Regions from separate parts of the Mus musculus genome. Here all the other regions are linked to region 6. A link is a contact called in public promoter capture Hi-C data. All regions are on one chromosome and are shown on one strand. Each heading gives the region's core, a stretch centred on a gene start, on an enhancer-like site or on the middle of the called end of the contact. The rest is flanking DNA. Distances are from core to core; before and after follow the strand shown. Region 1 holds the start of Pigl (phosphatidylinositol glycan anchor biosynthesis, class L). Region 2 holds the start of Rnf187 (ring finger protein 187). Region 3 holds the start of Zfp39 (zinc finger protein 39). Region 4 holds the start of Ttc19 (tetratricopeptide repeat domain 19). Region 5 holds the start of Trim11 (tripartite motif-containing 11). Region 6 holds the start of Alkbh5 (alkB homolog 5, RNA demethylase). Region 7 holds the start of Iba57 (IBA57 homolog, iron-sulfur cluster assembly).

Region 1 (3,285 bases), core at 660-3,159, 1.9 Mb after region 6:
AAAAAAAAAAAAAAAAAAGGGGGGGGTGCAATCTCCCACTTGGCACAAGAAAACACCAATAACAAACGGCAGAAGGCAGAGGGTGCTGCTCTTCGCAGCTGCACCACTACCAACCCTTCGCCATTATACCTCAAGTGGGCCAGTTAGAAAGGTGAACTAGTTTGCTCTTCACACTTGTCCATCGCTGTCACCCTCCTTAACCCCTTCCATACTAGTCAAACAGCCACCAACTCTCCCTCAGAGTGGGCCTAGGACGGTCACCTGCGCCGGCCCCACCCGAGGCCCTCCATCCTCGCATCCCCTTCGCTGATCCCGCGGTGGCACCGCACGCCCCTTCCCAAATGGACAGATACCTCGGGCTGATGTCCGCCCGCCTAAGGCCATTCTTCCTCCAAACTCCAGGAGCCTCCACTCGTCTAGCCTGAACTCCCCACCGCACCCGACTCGCCCCTGGGGGAGGGAGAGGAAAAGACCTGCGGTTTGGACGGGCCCTAACCCTGCGTCCTCCGCGACGCCCCTGGCCTGGCTGATCCGAAGCTGGCGCCCTGGGAGCCCGAGGAAGCTCCCGGGCGAGCAGGGCCCGGAGGCCGGGGCTGCAGGCGCCGAGCCTACTCACCGGGAGCTGGCGGAGTGAGAGCCGGCGCGCCCCACGGCCGGACGACCGGGGCGCGGCCCCGGCGCGCGGCCCTCCGCCCGGCCCTCGCTCGGCAGCGCGGCGAGCTGGGCGCTCACTCCAGCCGCCGCCGCCGCAGCTTCGCCACCTTAGCCGCCATCTTGCCTCAACCCCACTCCCTCCCCCTCAGGCCGGGCGGCCGCGCTGAGGCGGCTCAGACTTGGGCTCCTCCTCCTTCCGGAGGGTTGGGGAGACGACTCCCTCCCCGGGAGAACGGAGTGCGGCTCTTACCTCGGCCTCGCTTCCTGGGTCGCGGACGCCGCGCCGGTTCTTTTCAAGTTGTCCCTCGCACTCATGCCCGCCCCGGCAGCGCTGCCTCCGGCCCGACCCGCCGCCGCCGTGGCAGCCATCGCGTCCTCGGCCTGGAGCGTCCCCGCGAGCCTGCCACTCCCGCGCGCCCGGGGCCTTCCCCTCAGGCGTGGGAAAGGACCGGGAGCCCGGCGCGAGGTTAGCCTTGCGACCCCTGCGCGCCGCCAAAGCGGCTACCCCGTCCCCTCGCCGCCAAAGAGAAACCTCAGCCCACGTGGCTGGGACGCACGTTAATTTCACACCGAGTGTTCCTCGGCATGGCGGGCGAGGCCTCCTCCACGGCGTGGCTCCTTAATCTCTGCCTCTTAAGAAAACTTAAGGGGCCTGCCGACCTCACCCTTCGAGTGAAATGACATTTCCTCTTAGCCGCTTACTTTTTCCTCTTGCAAAGCCGCCATCTGAGAAAGAACAAACGGTGACCCGCTTCGGAAAAACTTTTATTCCGGATAACGGGCTGTTTTATACAAAGTTTGAAGTCATAAAACGAGTTGAAAGGAGAATGCTGACGTTTGTTTTAGAATGCTTCCCTTTTGGCCGGCGTGCTGACACGCCTGAAATCCCAGCTCAGGAGGCAAAGGAATGGGAATCATTGCAAACTCGCATGGTCTGCATATAGTGAGTTTAGGGGAACACGCAGAGAGAGACGCGATCTCAAAATAACTCTAAAAATGCTTCCTTCCTTTTAAGCACACTGAACGGTAAGAAAGACACTTAAGACCGCAAAGTGCGGCTGAGCTCTGAAACTGGAGCAGATAGAGGATTCCGCCACCGAGGAGACGGGGCAGTATGGGTGGAAGTTTCCACGCTAGACCACGAATCTTGGTCTCCAGCCGCCGCCGCACTCTGACCCACGGAACGCAGTTTCAGCCGGTTCCGTTTTCCCGCAGGGAACCCGAGTCCACCCGCAGCCTGCCTTCCTGCGCAGGCGCAGTGCCACTTACCCGGCATGGAATTGGTGGGTTTCTTGTGTGTGGCCGTGGCTGTCCTGACTTGGGGCTTCCTCCGGGTTTGGAACTCAGCGGAACGAATGAGGTCTCCGGAGCAGGCGGGCCTGCCGGGAGCCGGAAGCCGGGCCCTTGTAGTGATCGCGCACCCGGACGATGAAGCCATGTTCTTTGCTCCCACCATGCTAGGCTTGGCACGCCTGGAGCAGCAGGTGTCCCTGCTCTGCTTCTCCTCAGGTAGGAGACTGTAGGAGGGTCGCTGGGTTAGGGAACTAACCGATCTTAGTTAACTTCTTCCGGAAAGGTTTTCTGTCGTAGGTAGCTACTTTCTCTGTGCTGGTCAGTCTGGGGACAGAAACAGCCGACTTCCCAGATAGGTTAGGGAACCCCGAGCGAATTCCATCCTAGCCAAATCGAGGAGCAGAAAAGTGGTTGTTCATCATTGGTTCCGTTCAGTACCTTCATGTTCCTTTGGGAACTGCGACTGTACTGGATGTTTTGGGTTTTTTATAAAGACAGTCTCACTGTAATCTAGCATCCCAGGCGTGAGCCGCTGTGCCTGACCTGTTATCCTGAGGAACCGTCTATTTGCAAAAGGATCAAATAAAATCATGCACCAGACAATTTGAGCTGTATGGTGTCTGCTCAGCCCACCAACTTTCTTTCCTAATAATAGCAAAAGACCTTCCTGCTGCTTTGAAACCCATTTTCTGCTACAAAGATTCATGTGTCAAATTGGGAGATTTTTTGTTTAACTTCAGACAAATAGAAATACATTTATAGATAATTTTAGAGTTCATCTGTACCCAGCTATTATTAAAAGAATTCTTCAAAAATGAGACTTGAATAATGATACAGACAAAAACAAACGAGAAAACCAGGATACCCTAAATATGGTGATGACTGGACAATGTGAAGTGTATACATACAGTGGGTGAATTTTATAGCAAAGTATACCTCAATAAAGCTGATTTTCAAAATTGCTCAGGACCTTTTTTCCCATGTGGTTGTTGTGTTGTTCTCTTTTGGGGGGCCAGGGGTGTTTTTGTTGTTGTTGTTTTGTTTTTTTGTTTTTCTAAACAGGGTTTCTCTGTATAGCCCTGGCTGTCCTAGAACTCACTCTGTAGACCAGGCTGGCCGAGAACTCAGAAATCTCCCTGCCTCTGCCTCACAAGTGCTGGGATTAAAGGCATGCGCCACCACTGCCCAGCTTCTTCGGGTGTTTGGTTGGTTTGGTTTGGTTTGGTTTGGTTTGGTTTGGTTTTTCGAGACAGGGTTTCTCTCTGTGTATAGCCCTGGCTGTCCTGGAACTGGCTTTGTAGACCAGGCTGGCCTCGAACACAGAAATCCGCCTGCCTC
Region 2 (2,939 bases), core at 331-2,830, 1.6 Mb before region 6:
GGAAAGTGGTTGTTTCGTAAAAGGGTCTCCTGTGCTTCTACCTCTTCAGAACTAGGTGTACAGCAGGCAATTCAAGGTCAGCTGTGTGATTCCAGGATTTTAGGTAGGTCCCCTTTAGTGTCAGCTTGATTTAAGACAGTGACTTTCCTGACTTCTCTGTGTCCTGCTTGGTCTTTGTGGAGATTGCTGTCTTAGTAAGGGGACGACAAACCATAGGACAACCCCAGCAGTATGTTCTGACAGAGTGTATCTACCTCAGTTTGGGACCTGGATGTAACCACAGGCCTCCACCTCAAAAGTGTTCTTCACAACTTATTCCAGAGGCTCATGGTGCATCATTGCAGAACATAAGGATAACAGCACCCTCAAACACGCTAAGCTACGATTTTCTCTCCTGTCGGGCGGAGACCACGGCTTTCCTACCTGGCTATTCAGACATCTCTCTCTGGGTCAGGGATGATACTCTATCTAGATCCCTGCAACCCATCTTCACACAGAGTCTAATAGTCGGTTTCTGCCCGGTGGCAGGTGCTACGTGCAATGACCAAGAGAGTATAGCAGAGAAGGTTCCTGAATGAGGTGGACCGACAGCCCCTCAGAGGGCTGCAAATGGTAACTGGTAGACCAAAGACCACTCTCAGGTCTCCATAAGCAAGTGGATGGGCGGGGCTTGCACCGATGAAATCACACCGGGATAGGAGCAAGAGGCCTTGAGGAATGGGATCGGGACTTGAGGGGAATTCGAGAAAAATAGAAGTCTTAAGGTTGTATAGAGATAAGGCACAGCTAGGCCAGAGACCTGGGATGAAAGGGGGACGGAGGAGCATGCGCTAGAGATAATAGCTCGAGGGACATAGCAGGGTCCGGGAGACAGATAATAGAGATGAAGGAAGGCAGAATCACGGACTCCAGGATCCAAGAGCCCCTAGCATGGCAGGGTCCCCGGGGAAGGGAGGGTGCTGGGCACCCATGGGATGCGGGAGAGGGAAGAGGAGGTCAGCACACTGATCGAATGCCTGACTCCAGGTAAGCCACAAAGGTGGACAGTGTGCAGGGGCCCCTCGCGCACCTTGCCGCGCAGGGCCTTCCTCCAGCGCGGTTCCCACTCCGGCGGCTCCGGGCCAGCGGCCATGCGGCAGGCGGAGCACAGCGGATCCCCGTCGGCGCGACAGAGCAGCTGCAGCGCGGCCTCGCTGGCAGGGCCATCGCGCGCCGGCGCCGCGGCCGCCTCCTCGAGAGCCAGGAGGCGGCGGCTGAGCGGAGGGCGGCTGGGCTCTACGGCGCGCTGCCAGCAGTCATCGGCACACTCCGGGCACGGGAAGGGCCCGTCCTCCTCGGCCCAGAAGCGCACCACGCACGCCCGGCAGAAACGGTGGCCGCAGTCGGCGCGCACCGGTTCGCGGGGCGCGCGCTGACACAGGGCGCAGATGGCATCAGCTGGGCCCGCGGGGAGCGCCAGGGCTGCGGGCGGCGGCGCCGACGAGGGCGCGGGCGGAGAGGGCGCAGAAGGGCCGAGGACCGGCCGGAGATCAAGGCCGACGAGCCTCAGCCTACGACTCAGACCCAGACTGCGCCAACGCCGGGCACGCGCGCGCGCGGGGCGGGGTCCTGGCTGCCGTGCGCTCTGACGTCCAGGTCCTGGCAGCTGCGCATTCCTCCATCCAGGTCCTTGCAGCTGTGCGCTCTCATTTCAGGTTCTGGTATTCGCTCATCGCCCTGCCCATGATTGAGCAGCTGAGCTCTCTTCCACACTGGTTCCCGTAGCAGCTCACGACCTTTGTCCTGATGGTGTCAGTCGCGGGCTCCAAACCCAGATCCTTACAAAGATACTCCCTGTGTCCTATAAGATTACTCATCCTGCAGGGTACTGCCCCAACATCATGAATAATTGCCCATCTCCCACAGATAATTTGGGAGGTGGTCTGTCAGGAAAGGCTTTTCCAGGGTGACTTATCGCTATACCTTCAGCCCTGAAGCAGGATAAAACTGGCTAGGTAGGCAGATGCCTGTGTAGTCAACCAGGAGTATGACCAAATTAAGATAGCGACATAAAATGAAGTCAGGGAGTCTCACTGTGCACACAGAACAGCAGCACGTTTTGCAGGAAAGCACTCTAAAGAATATTGTGTTAATACAGCTGTAGTCAGCTATCTGCAATGTGTGACTCTTCAGACTGAGATTGCGGATATAACTGTAAATGTGACTGTGGTGGTTTGAATATGCTTGGCCCAGGGAGTGGCACTATTAGGAGGTGTGGTCTTGTTAGAGGAAGTGTGTCACTGTGGCCGTGGGCTTTGAGACCTCACTCTTAGCTGCGGGAAACAGTCTTTTGACTGCCTTGGATCAGGATGTAGAACTCTCAGTTCCTTCTCCAGAGCCTTGTCTGCCTGGATGCTGTCATGCTTCCTGCCTTGATAATGGACTGAACCTCTAAACATGTAAGCCAGCCCCAGTTAAATGTTCTTTATAAGAGTTACACTGGTCATGGTGTCTCTTCACAGTAATGAAACCCTAACTAAGACAGTGATGTTGCCATTTATATGCTCCAAACACTATGGCAGCAGCCACATCTGTACTAAAGCTATACAGCCCTTTTCTGGTCATTATTTCCTAGACAATAGAATGAAGATTTGCACAGTATTCACATCCTGTTAAGTATCATAAGTCATCTAGGAAAAAAATATTACATAGAAAGATGCATGTAAATATTATGATGTTTTAGCTGGGTATAATGATACATGCTTTTAATCACAGCACTTAGGAATTAGAGCTGGCAGTTCTCAGTGAGTTCCAGGCCAGTTTGTCTACACAGTGAGTTTCAGGCCAATCAAAGCTATATAGTAAGACCCTGTCTCAAAAATAAATAAATAAATAAATAAATAAATAAATAAATAAATAAATAAAAGTGTGTGTCTGTGTGTCTGTGTCTGTGAGTGAAA
Region 3 (3,299 bases), core at 527-3,026, 1.6 Mb before region 6:
TCCATCACATACAGAGGTCTAAGGACAAATTGTGGGACCTGGTTCTTTCCTCTCACCATAAGGGTCCTGGAGATCTAACTCAGGTCGTCAGGACTGAGTCCTTTACCCACTGATCCATCTGGACGGCACTCTTGTGGATTTTCAATTGTTGATTGCTATGGTGTGTTACACTAAATCATGTTTAAATAAAGAGTACATTGCATACTTATAATTTCATACCACTGTTTCTAGATAAGGCAAGGGAATAAGGAAGATAACACGCACATACATGACCTTCTCTAGTTCCCCATTTACCTTTACTGGTGCCTTGTGTTTTCTTGCTCTATTCCGCTGGGTCCGTCTCCAGTAACTGTAGGTGACTGGCCTCTTCTTGTAGCTTCTCTTACGCTTTCTAGTTTCAAGACATCGACTGGGGAGTTGACTCAAGGAGTTCTCCACACTGTCAGGCTGCAAGTTCCTCTATAAAGCAATGTTGGAGATGCCATGTGAGTGACTTAGAGCCACCTCTGTGCCGGACACACTGCAACCACACATGAACTAAAGCAAAATTCAAAGGAACAACACCCCACTCTCGTCTCCAGCAAAGGAGTCACTGTCATCTTGTGCTCTTGGCAAATGCAGTGCCCCCAGTACACAATTCAAACTTTCTGCTGTCATAAAAGTAAATGCTGGAAAATGCTTCAAAACAATTGTTAGACAATATCACAACACACCAAGTACTGACACAAGCTTTGCTATACCATTTACAGTATTTATAAAAACTTAAGTTTCTTCCTTCCACATGACATAGTATTAGAAAGACACTTCCAAGAGTATCAACTTGAAACTTATAGATTCCGTGGTATATAATGTAAATTATAGCTACAGACCAGTCAAAGAGGCAGGAATTCTGACTTGTTCTACTAACTGTTTTGAGTTCTATTTGAGATTTTACGATGTTAGGGGAAATGGGGATTTTAAATGGAGTTTGAAATTTTTCTGTGCCCCATTGTAAAGAAGGGCACAGATTCTTTTGATACCCACAGCCACACTTAGGACTAACTTCCTACAACTCTGCCCCACCAGTAATGCAGGGGTTAATCTACTCATGAGGCCAGAGTCATTGGAATGTCACCTTTGGAACGGCCCTCACACAGCCAAGAGTGTGTTTTTAATGTAGGCAGCAGTCAATCCCATCGAGCTGACAGTTGGTTACCAAGTACATACACTTCACAAATAGGTGTCTCCAGAGCCATAGGGAGCAGATACATCATTACGGCAAAGGACGTGAATCCAGTGTGGAAGAGAGAGACGCTGCACGTGCTCTCTCACTACACTCTCCACACAAGCCAGTACAGTAAGAGCCTTGCTGATAATGCGGAGGCCAGGAGATGCCCCAGCCCAGGCTCACGCCACACCTCAGGCTGCTCCAGCATCCAGGGCTGTCACTGCTTGACAGTGAGACACCGGACACAGCAGCTGTGGCACCGGAGTCTGGACCAAGAGAAGAGTGCGGCTGAGGACAAGTGTCCCTGCAGAGTCAGGGAGTGTGGCGGCTCAGCCACGTCAAGACCTAGGGAGACAGCCTGTGGGCTCAGCCCTGCATAGGCCTCGCAGAGCCGAACCGCCTGCACAGGGCAAAGCGGAGGAAACCGGAACCCTGCCGGTTCCTGCGGGCAGCACTCACCATGGCGCCCCCGTCCGCCTCCGGCAGCTGACTGGCCTGAGGCACCCGGACACCCCAGCTCAACTGACCGATCAAATGTAAAGATGGCGCGAGACAAAGCCCCCGCGAACTAGCGAACCCGCCAAGGCCCGCCCCTGTGCCCGGGCTGCGCTCCTGATTGGACCGCCCCTCAGTCCCCGCCCCATCATCGTGCCTTGATTGGCCACAGATAGCACCAATCGATGACTTGAGAAAGGCAGACTACCCCAAAAAGTGGCTGCTGCGAAATATTTTCAGTTTTGTTTTGTATTTTGTTTTTCAAGACAAACCCACGCTGGCCTCGAACTCATGGCAGTCCCTCTGCCTGGGCTCCAAAGCGCTGAGATTACATGAGTTGACCGCTATGCTCCCCTTGTCCGAAGGTAAAGCTCACTCCAGGTGGATGACGAGATTAGCATTTAGTTCATTATGTGAATTATGTCATGTGAATTATGAACTGTACATAGGAATATATTATTCACAAATGTAAAGAAAACGATGACAATTATTTTTAAATTTCAAATAACGTTTTCTTGTGTATGTATGTGTGTGTGTGTGTGTGTGTGTGTGTGTGTGTGTTTTGTCTTTGATCTTTGGCCCCAGAACTTTTGAATAGAGAAGCTGACAGAAATCAAATAGAAACTATCTGTTAACGAGAATGTCAAGTACAAATAAAATGTGACACACATTGTCATTTAAATTTTCCTGGAATTCACATTGAAAAATTAATCTGACTGTATTAATAGGAAATATAAGCCCCTCAAAGAGCACCCAGTGGCCAGGCCCTGCCCCTGAGGCCCTCCAACCACTAGGCTCCACCTACAAAACGTTCTATAGGCCAAAACTGCAGGTTAAGCTCCGCCCCATAAGAAAAAAAAAAAAAACCCTTAAGCTCAGAACTTCAAATCTCACCAACCCCTGAGCTTGCCCCAAGATCCGGACTTCAAATCCCACCAATCCTCATCCTGGAAAGCTCTGTGCCCGCCCCCTTCCCCAAGAAACCCCTTAAAAAGTCCACCTCCAGCTCCGTTGCTCCTTGCTACTTCTTTCCAGAGCAGAGGCAGCTACCTACTTGTGTTTTGTCCGAATAAATCTCTTGTTGTGAGGTTTGTTGTGTGGTGTGACTTTGTGCTGTTCTTTGGCTCCCATCTGCCAGGACACTTTTCCCCTCGGAACTGTAACATTTATGGTGTCCTGACCTGAAGAGGCTCCTCCTCCTGTCTGTGCACCCCCTTGGGGTCTGAGCCATATTGGGACCCATCCTTCACCTCCAGTCCATCTGCAGCAGACTGGCGTTCTGACTCACGGATAGCTCAGCGCCTCCCCTCTCAGCCCCCCAGGCCCCATCCACCAGCGGCATTAGGTAAATTTCCCATTCGGTCAGTTCAAACACTTCCCTGAGTCTGCGGAAGTGGCTATTGAGTTATTTGGCGCCCCTCTGGTACTCTTGGAGGCAGAGGTACCCCCCCACACCCCCAGCCACGGTCTTTGAGGCTACGGCTGGCTCTCTTCACCTGCCCCCTCCTCCTGAGAGCTACAATCTTGCAGTGTTTAGGCCCACAGGAGCTATTGGGCCCCTTCCTGTCTTCTTTCCCTACCTTTCCTTCAGAGCTGA
Region 4 (3,258 bases), core at 533-3,032, 1.7 Mb after region 6:
TGCTAACACAAGACCCAAACTGGGAAAAGAGAATTCCCAGTTAACACTGAAGGAAGACAGCAGCAGCCCAACCGGACAGCAGCCAGTCCATACTAGGGAAGTCGGCAGGCTCTTCGCAGATTCCTTTATGAAAATGTAACTGATAAAATGTCTTTTTTACCTTAACATTTTGAGTGGAGACCTGTGATAGTGGCATAAAATTTCAAGTTCAAGTAAAAATACATATGTAGAAAACTAAACAAGCTTAGAAAGCCGAGATGGTTATAATTCAGGGGAACCAAGTTACCCAGGAAAGGAAATCATAGCTTCTATATGGTCAAAATCATATACATGCAACCTGGACTTATATTCTGCACGGTTACCAAGGAAGATTGGGGATTAGAAAGGAATACCCAGACCCAATACTGAAAACTGCTCTACTGAAAAATAAACAGGAATTGAGAGTCTGCTCCTGTGTAAGGGGGCCCCTTCAGTTACTGGCATATGGATTAACCAACAGCCCTGTTCTGTAAAACTCATCTCGTTCCAGCATCTCAGAACATCTGTGGTCAAATCCTGGAAGCAAGACCTCACAACAGACTAACACCCCACAACTTCTTTGAAGTCAAAGCATGTTTGAATACCTGGTTGGCTGAATCTTTTACGTAAAAGACCAAAATGAGACTATTCGTTTACTTTTCTAGTCCCATTGAAGCAGTAACTCAAACCAGTTCACAGAGCACAATCAATGAACAATAGGAGTTTTGTGCTCTAATTTGGCTATCATTTAGAGAGGCTATTTTTGGGGAGAGTGCTTTAATTAGTCTACACTTCAAAAGCACCCCCCACCCCACCTCCAGTTTTTTGAGATAAAGTCTCCAGCAGCCCAGTCTGGCCTAGCATTATGTAGCTGAGGTTGACCTTAAACTTTCCCTTTTTCTTTCTTTCTTTTTTTTTTTTTTTTTTTTTTTTTTGTCTCCACTTCCCAAGTGCGGAGACTACAGCCATGTGCCCAGTCTTGTGCGGTGGTGGGGAATCCACGGCAGCTCTCTACATGCCAGGCAAGCCTCTTTACCAGCCGAGCTGCATAGTAGATCCTCATTACTAGTTTTCCCCTTTTGGTAGATCCTCCTACTCTGGTGAGTAAGCAAAGATCATCCTTGGTCGGTCATTTTGTTGGAGACAGGCATAGGGCGACCTCTACAGGCCAGAGGGAAGAAGTAATTTTCAACTTCCCGATTTTTTTTTAAAGGTTTTGCCTCCCTGAATGTTTTTTAGTAAAATCTATTTACTAAACAAAGTAGTAAACAAGGGTATTATTTTTAAACTTTGCATCACGGATTGTGGATAAAGATTCTGAGTAACTCGAAATTGTCTACGCATCTGCCATTCCGCATCCCAGCCCTCGCCCACTCCTTGGATGTACCCAGTGGCTCTCTTTAAGTACCGGGGTTCCCGCACACCGGCTCGCACTCAGGGATCTGACGTCTAGTCACTCAAATCCCTCTATTTAGTTAAGCGATTTAAGGGGCCCAGGCTTCAGGGACATAACCATGCGGGGTAAGAATAAAAGCCCGCAGGCCGTACTTCTCGCGCTGTCTCGCACAGCGGCGGCCATCTCGCTCAGGAGCTCTTCCACCACCTCCGGGAGCGCGACCGCCATGGCACGCCGCCCGTCTTCTCTCCTCCCGGGCGCTGCGAACTTCACGCGCCCTGCAGGCCGGGGGCGGGGCGGGGCGGGACGAGACGGCGTGACGTCAGCATGCGTCATCGCGCATGCGGACTGGCGGGGCGTCCCGGGCCAGCCGTGGCTTAGTGGATCTCTGAGGGAGGACCCGTCGGCATGTTCCGGTTGCTTCGCTGGCGTCTGGGTCGAACCCTGCTGCGGGCCGCGGGCCGGCGGTGTGGGGGTTGTACGGCGCGCCTGCTGCCGGAGCGGACGGGCGACGCGGGGACGGGCGCGGAGCGGCTGCGGACCCGAGGCGCGCCGGCGCGGGGGCACGGGGTGCTGCCGCTGTTGGCAGGTGAGCGGTGCGCTCCGGGCGGGGCCGGCCCGGCGGGGGCGGGGACGCGGGCACGGGCCGGTCCCGGTGACCTCTGAGCCGCTTCTCGCAGCTCTCGCCTGGTTCTCGCGACCCGCGGCGACGGCCGAGCAGCCGGGAGAGGACGCGTCAGACGAGGCGGAGGCCGAGATCATCCAGCTGCTGAAGCAAGCCAAGGTGAGGGGCTCGACCGGGCGCGCGCGCTCTCTGCTCCGGTTTCCCGAGGCCTGGATGGATTGGCCCTGGGTGGAAGGTTGGGATCCATCCAGACTGGTCCAGAGCGAATCCTGCAGCAGAATCGCTGCAGTTGTGAGTGCAGGTGGAGACCCTCACATTTCCTTTATTTATTTATTTATTTTGTCCAAACGTATTGATTGAGGATGTTTTGCGAGGGTGGCTTTAATCAGCTAACCTCCAAGCCGAATGACATTTTGTTCATAGACTATGAATGACGCCCCGAAAATGCAATTTAGTATCGTTTATGCCTATTGGTTTGCGTCTAAATCTGTTTCTCCACATCCTTTTTTTCCCCCCTCCAGGTTTATTTCATCTCTTCCTACGGGTTCAATATCGACTTAATGCCAACAACGTCCAGATTTGTGTTCAGACTGCAGTGTGTCATTGACATGCTGTCTCTATTGCAAGGCCACAGCTATCTCTCAGATTTAGCATGCCCGGGACTAAGCACTTTTTCTTAAATTCCTTCCCCCCAAATATGGCTTTAACAGTGTTCTCTCTATCACCTAAAAAATTAAGCCTAAAAAATCATAGTGGTTCCTCAGGCGGACCCCTGTGTTTGAAACCAGCTTGCTCTACAAAGCAAGTCCAGGACAGCCAGGATTCTGTTACACAGAGAAACCCTGTCTCAAAAAAGAGGAGAAAAAAAAAAAAAAAAACAGAAAATAATCATAATTGTTCTTAAAGTGTGTTGTTGATAATTCCCAGTTACAGCAGTAAACACAGTTGCCATCAAATCCAGAACACTTCTCAAATCGCCTGCCCTCTTTTTCCATTCCCTCTTTTCCCCCAGTTTTCCTCACACAGGTCCTGTTCTCTTGCCCCAACCGCAGTCCTTTCTCCGTGTAGCAACCTGAGTGATGGTTTGAAAATGTAAATCAGATTGTAGTAGTGCTTTCTTGTTTGACAGCTGAGTGACTTCTCCCTGTACCTGTGAGAAAACACAAACCCCCTGTCAGAGGCTGCAGGGCTGGAAGTGATCTAAGCCAGCGTCTCATCC
Region 5 (2,918 bases), core at 258-2,757, 1.6 Mb before region 6:
TTTCCAATTTCTCTTCTATGACCTGTCTTCATTTTTCAGATATCTTTCTCGTCGTATCTCTACTACTTTAGAGTTTTCCTAATTTTTATTTATATTTTTTTCTAATTTTTCTTCTAAGGCCTGTAACCTACATCTTCCAGTCTTCTCCTTATCTAAGTTTGCTTTCTTTTGATCTCTCTTTAAAAAGATATAGAAAATTTGTTATCGTTACTGAAAAAAATTATTTATATGCTGATAACTATAGCAAAAATTATACAGACTCTAGATGCCCTGTGCCACTGAGTTCTTTCCATTTTTATCATAGAAGATATTTTCCCTTTAATCTCTATCTCCTTAAAAACTTCGATTTACCAACTTAAACTATATTTGTCTACGATGTTTTATATTTAGTCTCTTTCCTCTTTTATTGTTTTCAAACTTAATACCTTACCGGTTCAGAAGTTTGGGGCTTTTTAGTCCCATAGCCGCTGCGGGAAAATGTTCCTTTTGTTCTTTAGTGCGTCTGCAGGCTCCACAGACCAGCAAGTGTCTACGGTGGCTAACTTCAACCCCTCAGCTCAGTTCAGGAGGCTGCCCCCATTGTTTCCATCTTTCTGCAGGCCCTTCCGACCTGCTGCTCGAGAATGGCTTTAGGTCTTTACCTGCAGCCACCGGCTGAAAGCCAGGCCTATGTGCCCCAGCTCTGGATCGCAAACTGCGCTTGGTTCGTGCAGCTCTGAGAAGCTGCTCGCCTGCGGGCCACGCCAGAGGCTCGTGGCCGGCCGCTGCCTGACTCAGCAGCCGCGGGAGTGCTAGACCCGGGCCGCTGCAGACGCAGGCTGGAGTGCGTTCCGGCTCGCTACCCAGTTGCTTATAGACGGCCGCTCAAGCGCTCAGCCCGCCGCTACGGGAAATCTTACGGGAGAGAAGCCGTGCCTGGCTTTCTAGTTTAGCACTCGCTGTCCACAACTTTTCTAAGTTGCTGGCCCCAGCAACGTCAGATACACTCGCGGCAGAAGTTGTGGCCGCAGACGGTCACCACCATAAGCTTTGACTGTTTCCTGATTCGTGCATAATCATCCCGTTATTCTAAGTTCTGCCACACGTGGCTGGTTACCTGGTTCTCAGTTTTTGCTGCTATCTCCATCAGCGTTCTGGGGCCAAACTTGCGTCGGTGTCGATCCCGGCATCCACCCCGGCCCCTCTCTTTTCCAGGCATCACACCTTCTAATTTCCTGCCTAAGCTCACTGGCCATTGTATTGACCGGAGAAAGGTTTACACAGTGCACAAGAGATTAGCTACAGAACCCATGGCCAAAGTTTGCAGCATCCGGATCTTGGGGTGCGGGGACACCACCTGCGGAGACTTGTCACCGCAAGAGAGGCGAAAATGCGATCTCTTGCACTATAATTCGATTCCGACCCCGAGCCCCGATACACAGCGGCCAACCCAAGAACAAACGGGTTCTAAAAAATAATAAAAACTAGCTTCCTGCTTCCGCTGTGGTTTCTCTTCCGGCGGAAGTCTGAGAGCTTAGTGCCGGATGTACCCACTACCCAGGAGGCTGAGAGTGCCGCTACCTGCTCCTGGCCCGTTCCCACTGCGCTCTCGCGGCGGAGTTGCCCGATCCCGGTGCACCACGAAAAGCTCGATCCAGGCGCAGACGCCAGCACCATGGCTGCCCCAGACTTGTCCACCAACCTCCAGGAGGAGGCCACCTGCGCCATCTGCCTGGATTACTTCACCGACCCGGTGATGACCGACTGCGGCCACAACTTCTGCCGCGAGTGCATCCGACGTTGCTGGGGCCAGCCCGAGGGCCCATACGCGTGCCCCGAGTGTCGCGAGCTGTCGGCGCAGAGGAACCTACGGCCCAACCGCCCGCTCGCCAAAATGGCAGAAATGGCACGACGCCTGCACCCGCCTTCTCCGGTCCCGCAGGGCGTCTGTGCGGCGCACCGCGAGCCGCTGACCACCTTCTGCGGCGACGACCTCAGCCTGCTGTGCCCCATCTGCGAGCGTTCGGAGCACTGGACTCACCGGGTGAGACCGCTGCAGGAGGCGGCGGACGACCTCAAGGTGCGTTCCATTGGGTGCAGCCGGCCAGTGCCCGGTGCGAAGGGATGTCCCGTTACTGCCCTGCCCTGAGTTGAGGAAGTGTGAGTTACAGTTAACTTGATCCTGTGACGGGGTCGGGATTGTAGCCTGTCTTATTCCAGGATGAGATGCACGTGCATTCTGGGGAAAACCGGGTGTTGGTAGTCAGTCCAGACTCAGCTTGGAGAGCTTGTGAAGGGGCCCGCTGTCAGATCAACAGTTTGGCCTGTGTCAGAGTTGATACTCTGCCAGTGTGTCCCCATCACTGCATGAACTTGGGTGACCAGAATAAACCAGGCACCAAGTCTCCTTTACTTTGGACTTTAGCACAAAGGTGAACTTATAAACTTATAAACTTAAAAAGCTTATAAACAGAGATCGTCCCAGTAATTTTTCATTTCGTTTCGTCCATACCCGGTTTACCGATGATTGGTTGGCAGGTTTACCCCCCTGCCACCAAACCCCTTAATGGTGCTGAAAGAGACCCACATCTCTCCACGAATGACATGATAAGCCCTGAAGGGACAACACTAAAGCTGCTCTATTGCCAAAAAAGAAAACCTTTGTCCTCTGTCCTGTTAAGTTCACTGTCTGAACAACAGACAAGACAGATCAGCTTAAGTAACACTAAGTTTCTCTTGCATAGGGGTTCACACAAGAAAAGAGAAAGAAAAGCTCAGAGAAGCAGTTACCCTTAGGCCTTTTATCCCAAAAGGTGTGGAGTTACCAGAAAGAGACCTTGTGAAATAGGAAATGATTGTGAAATAGGAGGCTGATGGCAGAGAGGGTGTCTCCCTCCTGCAGAATGGATGCTCTGTCTTGCGTACGCTTAGGTATCTGT
Region 6 (2,988 bases), core at 300-2,799:
GCAGAGCTGGGGACCTTAGCTATTAGGTGCATCTGGGTGCAGTGGTAAAGAGCTCCCGCCATGAAAGGCAGATCAGAGGCTTAGAGAGCTGGGCTCCTGAAAAGCTTCAATCTGCCCAGGCAAACTGCTCAGGTAAGAGACCCACCAGGTGTTCACACAGTACAGACCGGGCTCAAGTCCAGTTCAGCTGGCTTTGCCCTTCAGTCCATCTTCTACCTGCAGCTGCCCTTCCACCCTCTCTCTGTCACCTGGGCCCAAGGGGCTGCCCCGGGAATCCCCAGACCCATTTCCCTTTTGTCTGCCTGCTGTTTGGGAGAGAGGGTGGCCTGGATTCCCTAATTTCTTGGCTTTCCACTCCACAAACTTTTCCAAGTTACCACACAGTCCCCACTTTCCAACAGAGACTGCTGCCACCCTCAGTTTTCAGATTAGAAGACTGAGGTCTGGATGCTGTATCAGCAATCCTTCTGCTGCGTCATTCCATCCTCACAACCACCGTTCGAGGTAAGTACTGGTTCCTGGTTTTACACACCAGACTCTGGGATGCCTGGAAGACAAGGGGTGAGCTGTGTGACAGACACTGTAGATGGACAGGCATTACAGATGACAGACAGCATGGACAGCCAGGAGGGGCGGCGATATATGAAAATCTGACGGAGTATCAAAGACTGGAAAAGGGACTGGGAACCAGAAAAGGAAGCTGGAATTCATCTTGGGGAGGTTCAGAGCAGAACCTCTTTGCTATTCCTATTTGCTGGAGTGCCCAGGGACCTCCAGCACGGCTAAACCTTTGTTCAGGCTTTCTCCTCCGCTTCAGGATTTTTTATTGTTTGGGTTTGTTGTAGTTGTTTTGAGACAGAGGCTCGCTGTGTAGCCTAGGTTGGCATCCAATTTGTGAGCTATCCTCCAACCAGTCTCCAGAGTGCTGAGACGCATTTACCATCCCACTGTGCAATTTATTTATTTTCTGTCTGAAGAATATTTCCAATTTGGACCGATCCGTGGTAAATCTGCGCCCTTCAGACAGGAAAGCCTTTTTGTCGCCCCCTATAACAACGCCCAACCCCAGTAGGAACGTGACGTGCCCGTGCGCGTGCCCGCGGCTGCGCGACCCGTGGGCAGTCCCGGGACGTGACTTGTGGAACGTCCGCTTCGGGAAGCGATGGCGGCGGGAATGGGGTGTGGGTGCCCGGACCGCGCGCCTCCAGCTTTTGTTGTCCTGGCTTGCTCCACAGTTTGGGCCTGATGCTCTCCTGCCCGTAATTTTAACTTTCCACTGTTTCCGAAGCTTCACCGGAGTCCTGAGGGCTTTTCGTCGCCGAGAACTCCATTCAGGCACTTACTTAGCCACCCATTCACTCTTCAGGGGTCCTCGAGCTTCTGCCCGAAGCTAATTAAGTGATGGACGCAGTAGCCAAGGAGACTAGTTGATTGACAAGCATGATTTACCAACCGACTCTGGAAACTCCAGTCCGTGTTTGCCCAACGCGTGGCCGGCAGTCCAATTAAGAAAGTGGAAGCTCCAAAGGGGGCGGTCACGGGGCGGACTGGGTTGTGGCGATTCCCGAGGATTTGTGCGCTGGAAGCTGAGGCGTCTGCGGGCATCCGCACGATGCCGTGACGCGGCAGCGCTGTCCAGTGGACACCGCGAGCACACTCCGGCGGGTGGAGTCCCTCGGCCCCGGAGGCGGCTTGGCGTGCAGGCAAATTGTTGTTTTCGGGAGCTGTTCTCGAAGCTTTCCGCGGGTGGGGGGAGGGGCGGCGGCCGACGAGCGGGCCTCGTCTGCGCATGCGCCGGCCTCTCCGCCGACTGGGCGGCACGCACGCGCATGCTCAAAGTACGTGGAGTCTCGTGGCCGCCGGCAGTGCGCACGCGCGTCGAGAAGCCCGCTAAGGAGCGGCGCTGTCGGAGGTCGGGCGGGCTGGCGGTGACGTCGTGAGGAGAGCTTTAAAGTGCGGGCCGGGCCGGGCGTCTGAGGGTCCGACCGGGAGTCTGGCGGAGTCTTGGCCGAAGCCCTCCGCGGCATGAGGCGCTGCCGGCGCCTTTTTCCCTCAGGACGCGGAGAAGGTGGAGGAGGAGGAAGCCCCGCTGTAGCTGGTGCTGCATGACCGACCGCGGCTGAGGTTCGACCCCTTCCCGGCCCCTCTACGCCTACCCCTTTGGTCCCTTGAGCCACGCATGGGGGCCTGGCACTGAGGACCCTCGCTTCCCTTTCGGGTCCCTTTCGGGTCCCCTGAGAGCCATGCCGGACCGCCGCGGAGGACCCTAGAGTTGAGTTGGCGGGGGCCATGGCGGCCGCCAGCGGCTACACCGACCTGCGGGAGAAGCTCAAGTCCATGACGTCCCGGGACAACTACAAGGCGGGCAGTCGGGAGGCCGCCGCCGCTGCGGCCGCCGCCGTGGCTGCCGCTGCCGCTGCCGCGGCCGCCGCTGAGCCTTACCCGGCGTCCGGGACCACCAAGCGGAAATACCAGGAGGACTCGGACCCCGAGCGCAGCGACTACGAGGAGCATCAGTTGCAGAAGGAGGAAGAGGCGCGCAAGGTGAAGAGCGGCATCCGGCAGATCCGGCTCTTCAGTCAGGATGAGTGCTCCAAGATCGAGGCCCGCATCGATGAGGTGGTGTCCCGCGCCGAGAAGGGCCTGTACAACGAGCACACGGTGGACCGGGCCCCCCTGCGCAACAAGTACTTCTTCGGCGAGGGCTACACGTACGGGGCCCAGCTGCAGAAGCGCGGGCCGGGCCAGGAGCGCCTCTACCCGCCGGGCGACGTCGACGAGATCCCGGACTGGGTGCATCAGCTGGTGATCCAGAAGCTGGTGGAGCACCGCGTCATCCCCGAGGGCTTCGTCAACAGCGCGGTCATCAACGACTACCAGCCCGGCGGCTGCATCGTGTCCCACGTTGACCCCATCCACATCTTCGAGCGCCCCATCGTGTCCGTGTCTTTCTTCAGCGACTCGGCACTTTGCTTCGGCTGCAAGTTC
Region 7 (3,073 bases), core at 350-2,849, 1.4 Mb before region 6:
CCAGTATGGAGTCCATGCATGTTTTCTACAAAGGGCAATGACTGGCTTAGGCTTAAGGCCCTGAGTCACCACAGCCCGAACACTGCCTGGAAGACACCATCCCAGGGTTCACACAGAACTCTATATGCCAAAGCATCACAGTGGGTCTGGCCCATGGGTTGTCATTTGCTGACACAGTTCTAGATTCAGAGATTCACTAAGCGAAGTAATGTGGGAAAAGGATCTCTAGGAAGCACATCACTGTGGCCTTTCAGCACCTGGAGACAGGCACTCTAGATTTCCCCCCACAGAATGCAGACAACTACTGGATAGTGGTGCCATGGCTGTCAATTCTCATCCACCACTCTCATCCTGGAATAGCTACCCTCAGGGGTTCAGGAACTGTTCTCCAGATATGAGGATTCCCCATATACTCCCAATGAGCATCTAGGGGCTACTGAAGAGGCTCACCAAAAACCAACTTGGAAAGACACCGGGTAGCTGAGACAGGCAGCCAGGCCTGGACTTTGGTAGGAGTCAAGGGACAGCTCAGGGACAGGATAGGGAGGGCGGGTCTTCACATGCCTACTAGACAATGCTGAGACTTCACGACTTAGATCCTATAAAGGTGAGCAGCTGAAGACTCAATGCTATAGACGCAGGCCCTGCCCAGACTGGCCAGCAAACACTATTTACAGTCACAGTCAGGTCTGCTGTATAGATAATGAGACCATACAGGCAAACAGCTGGCACTGCAAAGAGGAACCAGAAATAAGGGAAAAACTGGATTCTCAGAACACTGGGACAATCTGTCACTGTGGAGAGGCTGTGCAGAGAGTGGCTTTTTGAATAAAGTCCCACGAACCAGCGAAATCTTTCTAAGAAGTGAGGAGGGAGGGACAAAGCTGAAGCACCCATCTTGAAAATAACTCCAGAAGCTTCTGACTTGACTGGTTGGGGTCCCAGGCACAACGCTCTGTGCAAGTAACTAGCGCAACCTGGATGCCTTCCATGGGACATCCGCCTCTAGGTGACCCCTTCCCTAAGTCTAGATTGTCCTCAGAAAGTCATTTCCAGAATAATCTAATTATGCCTCTTCCCAAGGGTGTCTAGCCAGTATTCCCTAGAAATCTTATCCTGGACATCCTTCCTGGGATTCTGGAGGTCTGCTCCCTCAGCACTCTAACGACCCTACTGCCCCGCCCTGCTGCCCCGCCCAAGCTCACCCATACAGAATGACGTCATAGAGCGTGCGTCCCTGCACATTCAGGAAATGGGCATACGCCGCACGCGCAGAGGGCTGAGCCGCGCCGGTCGGAGGCCCCGAAAGCGGCAGCTCATTGGTCGATAGTCCCAACAGGAAGGGTGCAGCGTCCGGGCCGCGCACGCGCACTAAGGCGCGCCCGTCCAGCCGGAAGCAAGTCCAGGCCACACCGTCCGCGGGGTTGCTGCCAAGAAGGCCAAAGCCACGGGCTAGGCAGTGACTCGCGGTCCCGCTCAGCCGCCAGTGCCAAGCTGGGCTTCTGCGCCCCACAGCCGCGCCCCGAAGCAGCGCCACCGCTGCCATCTTGGGCGCTAAGTGAAGGCGGGCACCACAGCGGCCCCGGGCGGCGGCGGCGGCGGCGGCGGCTGGCGACGCGCGTGCGTGGGGGGGAAAGTGGGCGGGACCTCAGCCAGTGGATGGGTGCGCAAGCCCAGATAAACACCAAGGCTAGAGCCACCCGGTGACCCTTTCCTTAGTTGGCTCCTGGTCAAACCGCTTGTGGTCGTGGTAAATAAGTAAACATGAAATCTGCCATCTTACCTCGGTCCTGGTGTGCAATCCCAGCCAGCCTCTCGGGGGGCAGAGGCAGGAGGATGCGTGTTCAAGACCTGCCTGTGCAACTTAAAATGAATATCCTGTCTCCGAATAAAAAGTTGAAGATAGATAGCTCAGTGGTAGAGCATTTCCTAGCAGGCAGGAAGCCATGGTTCCCATCCCCAGTACTGCCCAGAAAAAAAGGAGGAAAAAAGTTAGGCATTTCCTTGTTCACGGTTAAATACGAACAGTATAAAATGTATTATCTTCACCACTGTTACTTTGTTATTGCTATACTAAACATGACCAAAAGCAACTTGGGAAGAAAAGGGGTTCACTTCATTTGAAAACTCTCAGGTCACACCCACTTACAGAGAGAACTCAGGGCAGGAACTGAAGCAGAAGCCCTGGAAGAGGGCTCTTACCGGCCAGCTTCTGATGGCTTGTCCAGCCTGCTTTTTGATACGACCCAGGAGCACCTGTCCACAGTGAGCTGGGCCCTCTCACATCAGTCATTGATGTGATATAAGCCAAGACCTGTTTAGAGGCCAAGCTTATGGAGGCGTTTTCTGAATCTTCCCAGATATCGCTAGGCTTGTGGCAAGTTGATGAAAGCCAGCCAGCGAGACCACTTTTAGTGCATTTATATCGGCATTGTTCAAACGGCTGCGCAGCCCTCACTATCATCCAACTCCAGAACTTTTTATCTCCCAATCATCCAACTCCAGAACGTTGACTCCTCCCAGAACACACACTCAGCCGCTGGTGCCCACAGTTGGCTTTCTGCCCTTGTGGGTTGGAAGCCTCTGAGAACCAGTGCCTGTCCTCTTGCACCTGGCTCTCTTCATGGAGCACCCATCCTCAGTATAGCACGTATCAGAATTCCCTTCCCTTTTTAAGAATTGTATTTTATAGCTGGGCATGGTGGCACACACCTTTAATCCCAGCACTTGGGAGACAGAGGCAGGTGGATTTCTGAGTTTGAGGCCAGCCTGGTCTACAGAGTGAGTTCCAGGACAGCCAGGGCTATACAGAGAAATCCTGTATCGAAAAAAAATTTTTTTATTACGGTAATGCCTACCTTTCCCTATGTGCTGAGCTGGCAACGGGTACTTGGGAGGTCTCCAATTCTTGGAGCCAGGAAAAGTGTTGCTATGAAAACAACTACACGGATGTCTCTTTGAGTCCCTGTTCTTGGGTCTTTGGGGCATACTGGATCATATTGCTACCAGGGAAACTGGAGTTCCTTTTGTGTGTTCTTAGTCTTATTAACAAAAGAATTTCGAAATGGACTTG

What was found. Promoter capture Hi-C pulls out the DNA fragments that hold promoters and counts their contacts.
Region 1: a contact with region 6 is called in a promoter capture Hi-C map of liver, with 4 times the contacts expected there. The contact joins the promoter of Pigl here to the promoter of Alkbh5 in region 6. A contact is called at or near these places in 2 of 39 promoter capture datasets (hippocampal neurons and liver) and 1 of 115 datasets of contacts at active chromatin or transcription factors (astrocytes).
Region 2: a promoter capture Hi-C map of pre-B cells shows a contact between it and region 6, with 3 times the contacts expected there. The contact joins the promoter of Rnf187 here to the promoter of Alkbh5 in region 6. A contact is called at or near these places in 3 of 39 promoter capture datasets (liver and pre-B cells), 1 of 115 datasets of contacts at active chromatin or transcription factors (pancreatic cancer cells) and 1 of 9 other capture datasets (liver).
Region 3: a promoter capture Hi-C map of pre-B cells shows a contact between it and region 6, with 3 times the contacts expected there. The contact joins the promoter of Zfp39 here to the promoter of Alkbh5 in region 6. A contact is called at or near these places in 2 of 39 promoter capture datasets (liver and pre-B cells).
Region 4: a promoter capture Hi-C map of liver shows a contact between it and region 6, with 3 times the contacts expected there. The contact joins the promoter of Ttc19 here to the promoter of Alkbh5 in region 6. A contact is called at or near these places in 3 of 39 promoter capture datasets (liver and pre-B cells).
Region 5: a promoter capture Hi-C map of pre-B cells shows a contact between it and region 6, with 2.8 times the contacts expected there. The contact joins the promoter of Trim11 here to the promoter of Alkbh5 in region 6. A contact is called at or near these places in 4 of 39 promoter capture datasets (the C10 cell line, liver and pre-B cells).
Region 7: a contact with region 6 is called in a promoter capture Hi-C map of pre-B cells, with 3 times the contacts expected there. The contact joins the promoter of Iba57 here to the promoter of Alkbh5 in region 6. A contact is called at or near these places in 2 of 39 promoter capture datasets (liver and pre-B cells).

The regions. Positions count from the first base shown.
Region 1 is chr11:62,456,532-62,459,816 of GRCm38.p6, forward strand. It overlaps Pigl (phosphatidylinositol glycan anchor biosynthesis, class L), which reads left to right and starts at 1,910. Exons shown (of 7, transcript NM_001039536.4): 1 at 1,910-2,163. The coding sequence starts at 1,929. It also overlaps a transcript of Ncor1 not described here.
Region 2 is chr11:58,937,326-58,940,264 of GRCm38.p6, forward strand. It overlaps Rnf187 (ring finger protein 187), which reads right to left and starts at 1,581. Exons shown (of 4, transcript NM_022423.2): 1 at 1,070-1,581. The coding sequence starts at 1,459.
Region 3 is chr11:58,902,449-58,905,747 of GRCm38.p6, forward strand. Zfp39 (zinc finger protein 39) reads right to left here and starts at 1,777. Exons shown (of 5, transcript NM_011758.2): 1 at 1,667-1,777; 2 at 295-459. The coding sequence starts at 1,669. Gm12257 (a long non-coding RNA gene) reads left to right here and starts at 1,898. Exons shown (of 4, transcript XR_879896.2): 1 at 1,898-2,067; 2 at 2,841-3,047.
Region 4 is chr11:62,279,691-62,282,948 of GRCm38.p6, forward strand. Ttc19 (tetratricopeptide repeat domain 19) reads left to right here and starts at 1,783. Exons shown (of 10, transcript NM_028360.2): 1 at 1,783-2,003; 2 at 2,095-2,198. The coding sequence starts at 1,823. It overlaps Zswim7 (zinc finger SWIM-type containing 7), which reads right to left and starts at 1,705. Exons shown (of 5, transcript NM_027198.1): 1 at 1,567-1,705. The coding sequence starts at 1,642.
Region 5 is chr11:58,976,586-58,979,503 of GRCm38.p6, forward strand. It overlaps Trim11 (tripartite motif-containing 11), which reads left to right and starts at 1,508. Exons shown (of 6, transcript NM_053168.2): 1 at 1,508-2,059. The coding sequence starts at 1,655.
Region 6 is chr11:60,536,134-60,539,121 of GRCm38.p6, forward strand. It overlaps Alkbh5 (alkB homolog 5, RNA demethylase), which reads left to right and starts at 1,550. Exons shown (of 4, transcript NM_172943.4): 1 at 1,550-2,988. The coding sequence starts at 2,290.
Region 7 is chr11:59,162,146-59,165,218 of GRCm38.p6, forward strand. Iba57 (IBA57 homolog, iron-sulfur cluster assembly) reads right to left here and starts at 1,600. Exons shown (of 3, transcript NM_173785.6): 1 at 1,206-1,600. The coding sequence starts at 1,546.